Regions from separate parts of the Gossypium hirsutum genome. Here region 2 is linked to region 1. The links are chromatin contacts, called in public Hi-C maps. All regions are on one chromosome and are shown on one strand. The core of a region is the stretch at or near the end of the contact, and the rest is flanking DNA. Distances in the headings are between cores, read along the strand shown. Region 1 has its middle 28 kb from the start of LOC107919438. Region 2 holds the start of LOC121225695 (thymocyte nuclear protein 1).

Region 1 (2,737 bases), core at 110-2,609:
TATATTTCAATTTCACTTATATTTGTATTTATAAACTCTTTAGAAGACCGACTCCAAAAGAAAAAAGAAAAAAGAAAACCCTAATTTTCAATCATAATTAATATGTACTTACATGGGACACTCCCAGCTGTTAGGATAGGGAATTGGTCGTTTGAATTGAACTGTTTTGGTGTTTCCCATGTCTGTGGGACTTAATTGTGTTATCCTGCAAATTTACAAGTGAGTGGACGTAAATGATTTTAAATTAATCAACTATAAATATAAATAAACCAAGATAAAATATATAATATTAAAATTATACATAAAATCAATTCAAACTCTACTTATCAAAGCTTATAAATACCTCTAATTTTCAAACATGCCTCCTTGGTGCCATACACTTGTAAATTATCTTTTATTATTTTCAATTTTTATTACATTTTGTAGTTTAATGCAATGTCCTTTTCATTTTGACTCTTCTTGGCTAGTTTTTCAATATTATTTGCCATCTTGTACCTTTCCAATTAATTTCATCACAGATCATTTGTGAAAATTTAAACCCTAAAAACATCTTCAATACGATGGCCACTGATTCCTCATTAATCCCTTCTCAATGAATGCCACTCAACTATAGATATTAATTTTTTATTTGATTCTTGAACAACTTTTATATTATATATATATTGATTGTTTGATGTGTCCTTTAAGTGAGGAGAATCGGATATTTATAATATACAATTATTGTTTATCGAAATGACGTCTTAGGTAAGCTCCATGCATGTCAACATGTATACTGTTCTAGACTTAACACGTGTTCATCGAACCACTCACTTGATTTCACACCCTTTGCCTACGAACACCCAGGAATATGAGAACCTGGCTCGCGAGCCCTTAATGTCTCTACCTTATGAGGCCCAGGTTCCTCCGTATCTACTCGAGTTGTGGGTTGGTAGTTCGGAGTTATATTCAGGTTTCGGGTTGGTAACAGGAAATACCATAACAATATATATATATATAAAGTTTTGTTAAAAAATCGCCATTAATTTTCTATTAATTAATGATTTAGAAATATAAATAGACTTGGATAAAAAGTAAACCTCATATGATCGGATTTTAACAAACATATATAATATTAATATCATATATAAATTTGATACCGACTCATGTACAAGCATATTGCAGGGGGTGTTGTTAATGCTGGTTTGTCTCATGCAGTGGCTCCTTTCGAAAGGTTCCAATGAGACTTTTGTCCTAAAGAGGTGTCAAGTCAGACTCCTTTTTCCTATATAAAAGCCTGAAAGGGCTTTTACTACCAACACTGCATTTCGGGGAGGGTGGGGTGTGTGGGTGCATTGCTGTCACCTTTGTAGGCCCACCGTGGCGGGCCATTCATTGCTCAGCCCAGGGTTCACATGTAAATGAATGCCTTTGCCATCCTTATGTAATACTTGCATAATGCTTGTTTATATGTGCTGCATCTACTTTTTCTTGCAAACAGCCTGGGATTTGAAACCCTCATCTTGTTTTCTTGACCCTATTTTTTATAAAAAAATTAGAGCTCAGAAGTGTTCATGACTAGATCGAATTTATATATGATTTTATATAATATATAAAATAAAATAAAAAATATATTATAAAGTAGACAACATTTTGAATCAAATTCAAGCCTTTAATATTAGAGCTGATCTATCCAAATTTTTGCCCATGTCACACCAGCTTCGTGAGCACAATATCACTGAAAATTTTAAAGAATAGATTGTGACACCACTTTCCCCAAGGTTGTAGCATTGTACTAAGAGAACATGTTTTGAGTTGGAATTGAGGTGAAGCTACACATTCATATCATACTCGATTTGTATTTACTATTAGGATTGGCATAAAGATACAATGTTACATTTGGTAGGAATATTATTTTTTATACATGTTTTAGAATATGGATTAACAATAAACTGATTCAATTGGTAACATTTAACCACTCTCATGATTTATTTTTAGTAAAGAGAAAGAAAATTTTTCGCTTATTTTGAAGATGTCTTATTTTTTATAAGAGTTATTAATTTATCTTTCTAATTTTTAATTTAAATTTGTACTAACTATTTTTTATTTTAAATCTAACTATTGTAATATATACGTAATAAATAAGCTTTTTCTTCTAATTATTACCCTCGTAACTAAACGAGACATATTTGTTATAATGCTAATAAGGTTTTAAAGTTCAATACCAATTCTAAATTTTTTGACAATTTGATATTCATTATGGATTACTACATTCTTGCAAACATATTCAATACATCCCAGGAAGAGAATAATAAACATTTGCATACAAATGTTTTAATAAGAAATTATAGATTTAGAACGTAGTATGAATTTTTTGATTAAATTGGTCTCACGAGTTAACCTGGTATCAGTTCGGTTGAAGAAATGACTAAAATAACTTATTATATACAAAATAAGTTATATTATTATGGATGTATTTCTGTCTTTTAAAAAAAACTTACATGTAGTGAAATTTGAACCTATGGTACTAGCATCTATAAAACCTTAACTTTACTACTTCAACCAAAGATTTAATTCCGCTTTGATATAATTTTTAATATTTGTACATAACAAGATTTTTCATCCACATTGTTATATCTTTACTGTAAATACCCGATTTTACCCGGGTCTAAAAGGCTCGAATTACAAGCAGGCTTGTATGGCCAAGTTAATAAGACAAAATAGTGGCCCAATTAACCCAAACCCGATTATAACAAAATAG
Region 2 (2,737 bases), core at 99-2,598, 150 kb before region 1:
GTACCCTTTTTTCTCTTTATATTTTTTTGTTTATTTCCATCTTTTGTTTATCAATTTATGTTTTCATTTATATTTTAAAAGCATGTTTTTTTAATTCGTTCATTTATTTGATGCTTTGCATGTTATTGATTTATTTTTATTTATTTGTTTATATTATTTCTATGCCATTGTTGTATTTATTACTATTGTATTTGTTATCACGATATTTATACATACATTATAACATTACATTATCTTTTACTCGAATTTAAAAATGGAAAATTTTCAAAATAAAGATAATACTCGTATTTAGGATTTTCAAGAAAATTGAGCCCTAACTTATTGGGTTCCGATTTTCTTCGTAAAATCTAACAATCGAGGATTGTTCTTTAATCAAACAAAATAAAACTTGTCATCGGGAATTCAATGTGTTGTGTCCTAACGTATTGGATGTGACACGTTGATTTCTCGAGATAAAGATTTTTTTAAAATATATATATAAAGGAAATATTGAATGTTTGGGATTTTAAGAAATCGTGCCCTAACGTATTGGGCTACGATTTCTTCATAAATTTTAAACAATTAAATATTTTCTTAAATTTTATTATACGAGTTTTTTGGACCAACTTATCTTGAAGAGAATAAAATGTTGTGCCTTAACGCATTGGGTGTGATATTTTTCTTTTCAAAAAGAGAAAGACTTAATAAATAATTTCATTTATTTAAGGATAGTATTTTTTTTAAACTCTCGACTTTAAGACATTAATTAATCAATTTGGTACCAATTTTTGGGCGTTACGAGGGTGTTAATCCTTCCTCGTACGTAACTGACTCCCGAATCCGTTTTTCTAAAACTCGTAGACTAAAGCTATTTTTTAGGTGATCCAATCACACCTTAATAAAAGATTGGTGGCGACTCCCAATTTTTGTTTTTTTTTAAGTCGACAACTAATTTTTGTTTTTTTTCCAAAAATAAAAAATAATTTCGACAATGAGTATTTTATATATATTTGATATTTATTTAATCTCATTATTTGTTTTTTTATAATTTTTGTATATACACATATCAAATATCTTTCAAAAATAGTGATAAATCTAGAACGGTATATTAAAACAGATCGTTATTGATACATATTAGTATTAGTAAAAAGATGGTACGGTATGGTACTGACTGCCTTGATCCTAACACTAATTCTTTTTGTTAAATTCATCAAATAATTTGAATTAATTATGAAATAATTATTTTAAAATTTGTAATTATCTTTTCAATAATATTTTCTTCAAATTTTAAATTTAAATTTCCTCTCTGCTGGTACCAATATGAAATTGCTGGGTTTTTAAACTCTTATTTTCTTTTGGGCCTTGGGGGGTACTGGCAAATCTTGCATTATTACTACCATAAACCATTGATTTGGCCTGTACCAAACCTCATAATGGCGCCAAGCATTCGCGCCATTCGATCAACTATACAAAACCCTTGAATCCACGAAGAATTGAAAGAATCCCAAAGGACCCGAAGTGATTTTCTTTTCTTCGTTATATTCACTAGAAAATCCGTTTAAAATATGGTGAAAGGGAAGCAGTACTGGCTGCTGAAAACGGAACCAGGGGAGTGGTCATGGGAAGACCAAGCCGCAAACGGAGGTGTAACCAAATGGGACGGTGTGAAGAACAAGCAAGCCCAGAAGCACCTCAAGTCCATGAAGGTGGGTGATCTCTGTTTCTTCTACCACTCGGGCGCCACCGCTCGCCGCGTCGTGGGGGTGGTCAGCGTGGTTAGGGAATGGTACGCAGCGGAGGGCGGAGATAAAAACAGCGAGGTGGTGGTGGATGTGAAAGTGGTGGGGGAGATGAGGAGGCAAGTGGACTTAAAGGACATGAAACAGGATGGGGAGTTGAAAGGGTTTGTCATGTTTAGACAGCCGAGGCTGTCGGTTTTGCCGGTGCCGGAGAAGGTTTGGGAGAGGATCTGTGAATTGGGTAATGGGTTCGAAGGGGACGGCATTGATATTGGCGACGATTAAGAGGTTTCAAGAATGTGGGTGTTTTATTTTGTAAAGAGAGGCCCTTCTGTTGGGCTTTTTCTAGAAATGTATTTTGTTAATGAAAAGAAGGGTGCTTAGCAGTAATGTTTTGTTTATTGGCGAAGGAATTAAAGATGGGATTCATGTTCCCCATATGCTCTTGTACGTGGCCAAATTTCCGCTTTAACCAACAATGTCGGAGCTTTATTGTTCTGTTTGTGCGAGTTTACCAAGTAACTTTGACTGTGGCATTTTAGTGAACACTTACCATGCATTGCCTAAATCCTTCATACGAAAGCAGGAACGATACCGTGGTTGCGCCATTTCTGTTCAAATACCTTTCGAAAAACCCAAACCCAGGAAAAAGAGAGATGCCCTGCCGTTGTTTCTGGTCTTTTTAGTTTCATTTTATATTTGCTTCTGCTCCTGGCTTTTTCCCCTAATCTAGGTTTTGGTGAATGTTCCCATCTTCTTTTACAGCACTTCATTTAAACCAATCAAACCCAAAACCCAATTCAATCTATTTGAATATAAATTTCACTCAATTTAATTTCGTTACGAAAATCGCTAGGTTGAATTTAAACTTGAATAAATCTGAATTTGATTTCAAAAGGACTTAAATAAATAATCCAAAATAATTAGAACTTCAAAATAATTCAAACCCGTAGTGATCGAATAACTCTAATCTTAAAAATAATCTTAGTAGCGAGATTAAAATTTTAACATTTATTTTC

What was found. Hi-C and Micro-C count contacts between places; a contact is called where the count stands out from the background.
Region 2: a contact with region 1 is called in a Hi-C map of leaf, with 3 times the contacts expected there. The contact joins the promoter of LOC121225695 here to the enhancer-like site in region 1. A contact is called at or near these places in 2 of 34 Hi-C or Micro-C datasets (both in leaf).

The regions. Positions count from the first base shown.
Region 1 is chrD13:5,503,878-5,506,614 of Gossypium_hirsutum_v2.1, reverse strand. No RefSeq gene overlaps it. Among protein-coding and RNA genes, the nearest start is that of LOC107919438, 28 kb to the right of the region's middle. Within about 2 kb of position 1,359, at least 3 of the 9 cell types and tissues checked have an H3K27ac peak or open chromatin away from gene starts, as enhancers often do. A contact at or near this core is called in leaf, where this site is marked.
Region 2 is chrD13:5,649,792-5,652,528 of Gossypium_hirsutum_v2.1, reverse strand. LOC121225695 (thymocyte nuclear protein 1) reads left to right here and starts at 1,348. Exons shown (of 1, transcript XM_041110101.1): 1 at 1,348-2,254. The coding sequence starts at 1,545. The coding sequence ends at 2,003.